Linked DNA regions of Pan troglodytes: regions 2 and 3 are each linked to region 1. Evidence: chromatin contacts called from public Hi-C and HiChIP or PLAC-seq data. All regions are on one chromosome and are shown on one strand. Each heading gives the region's core, a stretch centred on a gene start, on an enhancer-like site or on the middle of the called end of the contact. The rest is flanking DNA. Distances are from core to core; before and after follow the strand shown. Region 1 holds the start of LDHB (lactate dehydrogenase B). Region 2 holds the start of GOLT1B (golgi transport 1B). Region 3 holds the start of PYROXD1 (pyridine nucleotide-disulphide oxidoreductase domain 1).

Region 1 (3,644 bases), core at 855-3,354:
TTCAATTTTATAACTACGTTTCTGGGAATTACTTGTCCTTCTCTCTAAATTAATTGGTTTAGCCATCATTGCCTGTATTTTTATGCCATAATTCCCCCCTTTCTTGGATTCCTAATTATGCTTATTTTTCAATATGTTGGCATATAGTTTCCCAATGATTTTTTTCAAAATAGAATGGTATGGGGAATATATTTTCTGGATCATTGTATATATAAAATTGTGTTTTACACATAAAAGATAACTTGCCAGGGTATACAATTCTCAACTGTTTGAGAGGGGTAGTATGCTCTCCTGGCATTTAGAGTTACATACTAGAGCATTCACTTTGTTCAATCAGATTAGAACACCTTGTGGCGAGGAATGGAAATGAGGGTAGAGGAAGGAAATAGATACCTCTTTTCATTTTTTCCTACCTCATCTCCAAAGCTACACAGTAATGGGGATGGCAAGAAGAGGAATAAGTGGAAAGATATTTAGAAGTAAAGTCTAAATATCTGACTTGCAAAGTAGGTGAAAAAGAAATCTAGGGTGGCTTCTAGATAACTTGCTAGGCTGACTTGGCTATTCTTGCTTCAAACTTGGATTTAGGGTTAATGTAATACTTTTGAGATTATCTCCAAGCTCTTTTCCTCACCATCACATTTTAATTTGTAATTGGACTGTATCTTCAGTCAAAGTCCCCACTAGCTGAATGATTTATGCTAGGAGAGTTTGAGGCTTATGAATTCTTCTCAACAAACCCTTCTCTTAGTGATTCTTTACTCTGAATTTTTATTGTACTTTAACCAAATTTCTATTGCCACTTATCACATTGTAATTGAAATAGGTTGCCTACTTGTCTGTCTCCAATGGACTAGGAACACCTCAAAGGGCATAGTCTTATATTTATGTTTTTTACCAATGCTTGGCACTGAGAATAAACTGAAGCAATAATTATAGAATTAGTGGTCATATACAAGAAATATGCATTTACAAAAAAAAACACTTCTTTTCACATACAGGGAGTTTGTGAGATGGCTATATTTGAAAGCATTTTAATTATAAGAAAACAGAACTGAAGCCAGACTCTTCAGAATTCCTCCAATTTATCATTCATTCATTTATTCATCAATGCTATATTTAGGTACCAAGCACTGGCTGAGTGTTGAAGACAGAATGAATGACAACATCCAGCTTTGGAGTCGATTAGGGACTAAAAAAGAAAGTGCATCTCACTTAGTGGTCCCACATTTCCCCTAGAGGGCAAAGCCTGACCTTGAGACCAGGTGGAATTGTAGGGGAGCTTCAGAAGGCAGGGACAAAGCCTCATTGGTCTTGTCAGGCAATGAGTAAGCAATCATTGCGTGTTTATCGAAACAGGTTGAAAAAAATAGTCATTTTCATCAAAAGAACTTTAAAACGGAGTTGATCTAAATTCAGATGTATTTTTTTAAGTCCTTTAAAGTTTAACTGAAATGCAACATAGAAATTTATTTCTGGCCGGGCGCGGTGGCTCAGGCCTGTAATCCCAGCACTTTGGGAGGCTGAGGCGGGCGGATCACGAGGTCAGGAGATCGAGACCATCCTGGCTAACACGGTGAAAACCCATCTCTACTAAAAATACAAAAAATTAGCCGGGCGAGGTGGCGGGCGCCTATAGTCCCAGCTACTCGGGAGGCTGAGGCAGGAGAATGTCGTGAGCCCGGGAGGCGGAGCTTGCAGTGAGCCGAGATCGCGCCACTGCACTCCAGCCTGGGCGACAGAGCGAGACTCCGTCTCAAAAAAAAAAAAAAAAAAAAAAGAAATTTATTTCAATTTGTACTAAATCTAATAGAACAAGAGCGTTAAAGTCCAGAAGAGTCGGGGATGGGCAAGTTTTATAAATAACTTGGCCTCCGCATTGAAGAGCCTGCGAGATGTGAGACCAGCTGAGAGCGGAAGCGTCTGGAAGGAGACCTCCTCATCTGGAGGGTGGGGGAGGGAGTGTGCACACTTGAGCCCTTGTCCTTGAAGGGGATTGAGCGAGCCGAGGGGAGGGGTAGGCGGTACTCGGATTTCCAATCACAATGGAGAAACCTAAGAGGCTGCGGTGGTTGTGGGGCCCCGCCCCCTCCTCCCTCCTTGCAGAGCCGGCGCCCGAGGAGACGCACGCCGCTGACATTGTCTTCTCCGCACGACTGTTACAGAGGTCTCCAGAGCCTTCTCTCTCCTGGTAGGTTTCGGCTCAGGACCCTAAATCCTGGCCCACAGACAAGCCTGATGGGACGTGCGGGGTAGTACTTGTGTGGGGAGACGCGGGAAGGAGGAAGAAGCACATCTGTCCTCCGCGGCCTTTAGCTCTGAGCATCCGGCCTCGGGCCCTGACTCTGCCGCTCAGTTTGGGGCGCAGGGCGGGCCGTGCCCTGGCGGAGGAGCAGAAGGCAGAGGGTAGCAGCTGCGGCTCAGGGGAGAGACTTGTTGCATTTGCAGCTAAAACCAGGCCCTATTTGTCCTTGGTGGGCTCATGGCGGCCACATCACCCCCACGGCCTGCTGGCGGGAGTCGGGACACGTGCCCGAGTAGCTGGGGGAGGGGGACGGAACGAGGTGGCCTATGAAGGCTGGACGATCTTTACCTCGAATATTTGAACATATTGCCACGGTAATAGAGAAATGCCCTTGCACTCGCTGGGATGAGGAGAAAGGCACCTAGATGACCAGCACCTTTGGCGCTGCACTTATTTTTACCCGGCTCTGACGGTCTTTCCAGGAGCTATGCGCCAGTTCTTTTCTGCAGGGCCTCTTTTCTGGATGCTTAGGGGCTTCGTTTACTTTACCAGCCTTGGGTGCTCCGAGTAAGGAAGTCCTAGACTTGTCCCCACAGACCTTACTCGGGGACATATCTAGCTTCTGCATGCCCTCGTGATCTGCTGTTCTTTGCTGCCGGTGCCCTGAGGAAAAGATGGTTTGTGCGCACCGCGAGCAGTACAAGCTGCAGTAAGGTCCTGGGGAATGGGGGGAGGGGAGGAATTCAAAAGCAAAACCTGAATTTTTAAAAGATTACGGTGAGAAAGATTCTGCAAAGAAGATCTTTGTTACTGAAATTAAGGCACTCGTTTATTTCTAATGATTTATATCCACAGCAGTGAGGAGACATAAGGGACCAAGACTCAGAGATTTTTACCGTTTGTCGTTCTTGTTCCTTACAGCCTGCACTCTGATGTTGGCACAGGCCTGTATATCATGCAGACCATTTTCTTCTCATTTCTTAAAACTCCTTTTAAGGAAAAATTGAAGAAAAGCACTTTCTCCAGAAATATCTGAAAGAAAATCTGGTTCGAGCCTTTAAATTGTACTTCCTGAAGTTTTCTAAATTAAAAGGTCTATCAGAACAACGAATCTGTATTTATATAGCCACTGTTTCTGCATTTTCATTTTCCACTGCTTCCTGGGCCCCCTGTATACCAAAATGGTCGTAAACAGACCATCTAACAACAATAAACTTAAGTGCAGAACAACTATTCATGTGTGTCGTCCTTCAAAAAGAGATGCAGCATTCTTTCTTCTGAGCCTGTTTAAAATGCAGGCCATGTCTGAATTTATTTCATTTTAAGGTCATCTATTTGTGGAGGCACTTGCACAACATTGCATCTTCTCTCTTTAACGTCCACTAGGAAACTGTAAATG
Region 2 (3,623 bases), core at 640-3,139, 150 kb after region 1:
GTTCACTAATCGTTTTATGTTTCAATCCACTGTTTCACCTAAAACATGTGACAAGTGAACAGCAAAGAGTAAAATTTCATCGCCCTCACAAAATTTAATGAAGTGAGGAGAATGCTTCTCAGGGAGAATGCCCATAGTCCAAACCCACTCTCTTGTTTTTATAAAGCAGGCACTCATCACTATATTAAGTCTTCAAAAATATAATTTCTATGCACAGATTATTCTCAGATCTCAAATAAAGTTTATATCAAGTCTTCTTAGGTGATAGTGGGGTACAGTGCAAAAGGTTTCTGAGCCAGCACACCTGGGATCAAGTTTTGTTTCTGTCACTTTTTCTTTGACCATGCACTCAATTTCTTTTGTGCCTCATTTAACTTATGAAAGGGGCATGCTTCTGTGAGCCTTACAGGGCTCTTATAAGAATTATGCATAATGATTCACATGAAAGCACATGGTAAACTGAAAGAAAATACCTTTATATAATTGCCAGTAATTATTATTACACTAGATTCCTACCCCCTCAAGACTACACTTTTATTTTCTTTGATCAGAACAGGCCAGGCCAATGGACCAAAGTGGGCGGCAACCTTGGGGCAGGTGGCCCCAAGAGGCAGCCCCAGTCCAGCCTCAGGAGGGAAGACAGACTGATTGGGGGGTGGCAGTTTGTGTAGGAGGCCTTAGAAGCTCTGTGAAGTTGGTCTGCCATGACTTGAATCTCCACAAGAAGACTCCACTTTAAAATAGGGCATTTTAAATAAACTTCTATTTTTCACTTCAATTCACTGTTTAAGTCTTAAAATATTGAAAATCTGAGTTAACTGGAGTGAAATGAAAGGCATGGCAGATAAAGCAAAGTGAGACAAAAAGAGACTCTTATGAACATCAAAATATGAGGTACAGAGCTTGGGCAGACATAAATACAAAAATTATTAATATTAACAAAAAGCAGTAGGAAAAGTGGAAATATTATAATGAAAGAAAAGGAAACCGATATCAATGCTAGCTTTAGAGATGAAATAGGCCTGGAGAACTCTGTGGCAGGCAGAGAGTGATGCTAAAATAATAAAACAAGCCACAAAGCACAATATACAATACTAACGAAATATATCCTTTAATGGCACACAAAGTGGTTTTTCTCTACTGCTTGAAACTTTAGCAGGTAGAAAAGTGAGAATGTTTCAAGAGATTTCTAAAAGGCTGCTTACAGTACTGGCAAAAAGCGAATATTCAAAATGCCACATTTAAGCGTAAGGACATTTTCAAAAAGAGCCTACTGTAGGTGACATTTAAAATACCGCCTCCCAAATAACCAGCCAGCCAGGGACTTGTAGAGGACCCGAAGTGTGTCATGCGCATAAACGATCCCGAGAGTGGGCCGCGGGCACCACGCAAACTTTCTCTTGTGGCAAGCCCCTAGAACAAAGCGCCCATCTCACTGGGGATGAGGAGATCAGCGCGACCCTGGAATGAGACAGACTCTCGGCTAAAGCTCCCCTCCCAACATAGGGCGTCCCACCCTGCCCCACAGACTCTTCTCCCAGGTCAGGTCCGCCAGTGCAAGTCTAGCCCCGGCATCCCGAAGGCAGCCCCTTAGGGTCCCAGCAGCCCTAGCTCTGTCTCGCAGGCCACCGCCCCCAACCCAGAGCTTCATTCATTGACCCCGGCGGAGGGGCGAGACCCAGCCGGGCGATGGGTGTGCGCGGCTCGAGGCGGGGGCCCCGGAGCAGGTGCTTACTCTGCGTGTCCGTTAAGGAGATCATGGCTGCAGTGGTGGGGACAGCGGCGACAGCACCTCGGAAAGCCCAGGGTGGGAAGCTGAGTCGGGAGAAATGAAGCCGGGAAACAGCCCAGGCGAGAGCCGCCACGTCTTCCGGAAACACGCAGCCACCCTCACTGCCGCTTTAAGACCGCTTCCTATTGGCGAAACCTGCTTCCAATCTCAACCAATAACTCGTAATGTTGTTCGGTGACGCGCATGGTGACCACACCCCTTGACCAATTAGAGAAGGGAGTTATCTGTGATTGGCTGAACGGACCGACCCGGAAGGGTGGATGCTCTCAGCTGGCTGGCGGGAAGATTTTACTCCCGAGTAGCGGAAAGATCTGCTCGAGGCCTGGGTGCTTTGGTGTCGGAGATCCGAGAGTCGGAGATCGGAGAGTCGGACACAGGACAGTCGGACACCGGAGAGTCAAACACCGGAGAGTTAGACTGGGCTTCTCGGTGGGGAGAGGCTCTGGGATAACTACTGTTACAGCTTTGAAGGGTCAAGGGTGTGCGCTTTTTGTTTCATCCTTCCCTTTCCTGCTGCAGGGCGAGGCCGGTCTGTAGCGGATCACTTCCTTTCGCCCACACATTGGCGGAGGAGAAACCGGAAAGTTAATCACTGCCCTGCTCTGAGAACTCGGGCCTTTAGGGGCACGTTCGCCTGCTGACCGGTCTTCTGATCTCCCCATTCTTTTCCATGCAGGAGGATTGGCCACCAAAGCCTGTTTATTAGCAGCTGCCATTTGTTGGTAAATACTACTGGGGATGCTTCTTCCACCCCCTGCTTCACAGTAGCGGAAGGGCGGGCGTTATTAATATTAAATTACTATTGCCTCTAAATGCAGGTGGCGGGGAGAGAGAGGATTTAGCCTATGGTATCTCAGTGCCGTTTCCTCCAACATTGATGACTGGCTGTCACCCTGTAACATTTTTCCTGTGGATGCCTAGCTTATACTGCTGAGTGACAGACCTGCTGTAGTTCAATTTCTGGATACATTTTATGTTGAGATATCTTTTGCTGTTAAATCACATCATTTTGGGAAGGAGCAGTCTTTTAACCGCATAATCAAAGGAGTCATTTAAAATCGTGGGGGAGAATTGGATATAGACTGTGTCTTTTCATAAGGGTAGAAACAGCCCCTGCTACCTTAGCAAACCTGAGCCCTCACTATATCAAGGCATTTTCCTGGGCTGTGCGGATACAAAGGTGAAGAGATTGAACCCCAGCCCTGCTAAAGGACCTTACAGTCTATGGAAGGAATGTTACATTTTCATTACGTGAAGAGATGTTTGTATAGATCAAGAATTAGAAATCCTTGGTTTACTCTCCTATTTAGCCTTCTTTTAATGGTGTGGTTATTCCACATTCTTTAGCAAGGCAAAAAAGAGTCAGCCTATCTTTCCGGCCTAGTGGTGGCTTCAGAATTCTGTGTAGAAAGGGCGTAAGGTCAGCAGTCTAAGGATAGGTGTTGCAGAAGTGACTTTTGGAGAGCATCTTAGTTTTAGAAAATGTCCATATTAGAGAGATAGAAGAGGTGTTTTTAGGATTATGGGGAATTTAAAGTTTCTACTCTCCAGCCCCATTTTCCACTTGTCCATATGCATGCTTAGGTTTTAGTCATTCATAGATACTTAGAAATCATTAATACAAACCATTTTCCCCTCCCCCCACCTCTAACCTAGAAAATCTAGCTTTTCTGTAGAACACCAATTTCTCTTTTAAGATTGGGCTTATATTGTAATTCTTTAACGCAAGGGCTCAATAAAATGTTAGATGATTAATTTTATTATTTATGTTGATGTATTTTGCTTAATCTGGTACATTTGAATCTATCCAACTTATTTATAAGATTGCCAT
Region 3 (3,591 bases), core at 500-2,999, 220 kb after region 1:
AAACTTCTTTATACTACTGAAATCGCCTTCGAATTGGCTCTCCAGTTTCACGTATAAACCAGCTGCCTCTGCCACAAATACATTGTAACTAATCATCTTTCAAGCCTTTTCATATGATCAAGTTACTCCACTGCTCAAAAACATTTGACTACTTGTAAATTCTTGTTAAGTTCTTAGCATGATAAGACTCCTTATGATCTATGCTTTAAGCTTTACTGCTCCCTGATGATCCATGCTTTTCCACTGGAGATGACATTCTTTTCTCGAATACTTGGTGAACTTTCACTCATTCTTTCATAATGAGATTTTAAAAATACCTCCTTTGATTAAAAAAAAATTCCTCTTCCCTAATTCAGTCCCTACCTACTCCACAGGCACCCCTAAGATAACCGTTGATATCTCTTGCATAGACATACAATATTGTAATACTGTCTCTTCCAGCAGGCTGTGAGTCCCTAGCATGGTATACCATGCTGTTCATAGTTGAACACTCAGCCCTTAATACGGTGCCTGCATCATATATGTTTACTTAGTGAATAAACGGAAAATACGCATCCAACGATGAAAACACTTGAGTTTCTTCCACTATTTCTTATGACTTCAGTGATTGCTCATGTTTACTTTGTATCAACAAAATAATGTAGAACTTTTTGGAATACACACATGTATCTGAATATATATGCTCTGGCTATTCAGTATAATCAAGAAAGCAAGCCCTACATGCATTTAATCCCTCGCTGATTGTTTTACAAAACTTTACTAGAAATAAAGTTTCTTCTATCTTGGGAGTTCGAAGTATAGAAAACTTACGTATGGGATTCTTTATTAATTAGTTAAGATGCACTAAAGACTTGGCAACTATCTGGAAACTAAACTCAATCACCTACGATAATTAACAAAGGGGGCTGAGGGCCGGGTGCTGTGGCTCAGGCCTGTAATGCCAGCACTTCGGTAGGCGGAAGCGGGCAGACTGCTTGAGCCCAGGAGTTCGAGACCAGCCTGGCCAACATGGTGAAAGCCCGTCTGTACTAAAAATACAAACATTAGCGGGGCGTGGTGGCTGGCGCCTGTAATCCCAGCTACAGGCTGACGCAACAGAAGAATCGCTTGAACCCGGGAGGCAAAGCTTGCATTAAGCCAAGATCGCACCACTGCCCTCCAGTCTGGGCGACAGAGTGAGACTCCGTCTCAAAGAAAAAGAAAAAAAAAGAAAAAAAAAAAAGAAAGGGGGCTGAATTTTTTGTCTAAATACAAAGTCCTCATGTCTGCTCTGACATTACAAGGATCTGAGCACGGATCAGCCAGCTTTGGTTTCTCGGCTATAATTTGCCTCCCACTCCTCCCTGCGCTTAAGAGAAAGCTAGTGAGGTCATCTGAGGACCACCAAGCAGTTTCTAAAATCTGGGAGCAATAAGTGCGGAAAAGGGCGCAGCAAAAAAGGAACCCGGAAGAAGAAAAAGGGAGGGGGTGGGAGGAAGGCCTCCAGTGCTATCCCCTTTGGGGTCGGGGAAAGAGGCGGAACCGCCTGAGCACCGCCCTACCTGCTCCGCACAAGTGACGCCCGCGATGCCGCCGCCGACCACCACGAACTTCCCTGCCGTCGGGGGAGGGCGCGCTGCCTCCATGCTGCCGGACTCCCAGTGGTTTACTGAATATCGCGGCGGAGCAGCGGCACTCTGGACTCCAGGAGAGGAAGCAGCCGCGAGGCGGTCACTTCCGGTGCCTTATCCAGAGAATCCGACCTACGGGTGCTCGGGAGCTCACACTACTCATCTCGAGTACCTGCTGCCGGCTGCGTTTCGGAAGCAACGAATTGTCTCCTGGTGTTCAGAGCTTTGCGTTACTATTACTACACCTGAATGTAGTTATTCCATGAAAATTTGACAAAGAGAAGACCAAAAAATTAAAAATAAAAAAGTAAAGAAGATGGGTTACCCAAAGAAGTTTGATAAATTACATATCTAAAGATAGACCAGTGTTCTCACGGGACAAAACATTCATATAATAAATGAATTGGTGTGAAGTTCTCATTATTTGTTTCTGCGAGAAATTAGAGGCACAGATCTTATGCTTTTATTAGTAGAAGGAGCCTTCGGGAACATCCTGACCCCACTCCTGTCATTTTTGTAGATGAAGAAACTTGAGTCTTCTGAAAACCACTTGATTGCCACCGTTCACCTAACAATCCAAGATTTTTGTTTGTGGAAGCACAAAAATTCTCCATGACAAGGCAAAACAATACTACTGAATTGTTCTCTAAAAAATCATCCTTTTCATTTACAACTTTGACCTCAGCTAAAGTTTCCAGGAAGAATGTACAGTTGCTTTCCATTTTGTCAAAACAAATGAACATTTCTTAAATTTCCAGTCAATAGCAGCATGTGTGAGGGTTGAATGAAATATTCCCAGTCTCGGTTTTACTGTGAATTTTTTTCGTGGTCAATTGTTTTTAAGAAATTGCTAAATCATTTTTAACTCTTTTTACTATATTATTCACTATTCATATTATTTTACTATTTACTATTACCATTGCTGTCTCATATAACTTTCCCTAGGAGTTGTTTTGTAATGGTAAGGTATTATCTCTCAAATGATTCACTCTAAAACTGGTAATTACCCGAGTCCCTTTAATTCTTTAAACACTGAGAATAACCATTATATATTAACAGGAAAGCCTACCACGTATCTAATTACGGGTATTTACTGATACCTTTAAAAATCATTGTTCTTTGATTTACCAAGTTAAATGGTAAGCGGTTTAATAAACGTGTCTAATTCCTGTTACTAGTATAGCAACCAAACAAAGCATTCATTTCTAGGAGGAGGAAATACATTCCTTACGCTCATTTAGATCTAATCTTGCTTCAACTTATTTTCACATTATCTCATTCACACTGTGTTCCATTCAGGCCACACTACACTTCCAGATCCCAGGATATGCCATTTTCTTTCTGAGCGTTTGCACACATCTTTTTCCCAACTACTTTTCCCTGGCTAACTCATCAGCCTTTGGTTTCATCAAGCCATTGCTTCCCCTTTAAGATACTTTATCTAACATCCTCAAGACAGCTAGGTGTCCTCTCTGTGTGTTCCTATAGCACTTTGTCATCCTCTAAATTTAGACTTATCCCACTTTATTGTAAATTCTTACTGCCTGACCCCACCACCACCATAAACTGCTTACATAATCTCAGGGATTATTTTTGTCTCCCTTTGTATCTCCAATGTTTAGTAGGTAGTATGTATTCAACAAAAATGTGCTGAACGAAATAGGAAGTTGGTGGAGCATGAAACTCCCCTGAAGTCCTTCTAAAGATTTTTAGATTCATTGTCCAGGGTCAGGATCCTCTTGTATATTGTGACAGGGGTTTCCTCTTTATGGAAGTTGGAAGGAAGAATAGAGTGGAATTTAAGCTCCCAGGGGAAATGGAAGGAGATCATCGTCTATGGGAGGGGAAGCAAAGTAGTAGGAGGCTCCTCAGATGTAAAGGGGTAATGACTCCACACTCTCCTTTTTTCTTCCCCTTGTGAAGGCTGGCTTTTTTGTCAAGTTGATGTAGGGATAAGACCTAGCTGCCTGCCACACTGGCA

The links. A called contact is a pair of places that touch in the nucleus more often than the background predicts. HiChIP or PLAC-seq counts read pairs in DNA pulled down with a chosen protein or histone mark.
Region 2: a Hi-C map of stem cell-derived neural progenitor cells shows a contact between it and region 1, with 2.4 times the contacts expected there. The contact joins the promoter of GOLT1B here to the promoter of LDHB in region 1. A contact is called at or near these places in 1 of 7 Hi-C or Micro-C datasets (stem cell-derived neural progenitor cells) and 1 of 1 datasets of contacts at active chromatin or transcription factors (stem cell-derived excitatory neurons).
Region 3: a contact with region 1 is called in an H3K4me3 HiChIP or PLAC-seq map of stem cell-derived excitatory neurons, with 2.9 times the contacts expected there. The contact joins the promoter of PYROXD1 here to the promoter of LDHB in region 1. A contact is called at or near these places in 1 of 7 Hi-C or Micro-C datasets (stem cell-derived neural progenitor cells) and 1 of 1 datasets of contacts at active chromatin or transcription factors (stem cell-derived excitatory neurons).

What each region holds. Positions count from the first base shown.
Region 1 is chr10:73,867,499-73,871,142 of NHGRI_mPanTro3-v2.0_pri, forward strand. LDHB (lactate dehydrogenase B) reads left to right here and starts at 2,105. Exons shown (of 8, transcript NM_001098561.1): 1 at 2,105-2,191.
Region 2 is chr10:74,019,364-74,022,986 of NHGRI_mPanTro3-v2.0_pri, forward strand. GOLT1B (golgi transport 1B) reads right to left here and starts at 1,890. Exons shown (of 6, transcript NM_001252004.1): 1 at 1,736-1,890. The coding sequence starts at 1,760. RECQL (RecQ like helicase) reads left to right here and starts at 2,145. Exons shown (of 16, transcript XM_520788.7): 1 at 2,145-2,271; 2 at 2,469-2,514.
Region 3 is chr10:74,083,715-74,087,305 of NHGRI_mPanTro3-v2.0_pri, forward strand. It overlaps PYROXD1 (pyridine nucleotide-disulphide oxidoreductase domain 1), which reads right to left and starts at 1,750. Exons shown (of 12, transcript XM_520786.9): 1 at 1,542-1,750. The coding sequence starts at 1,625.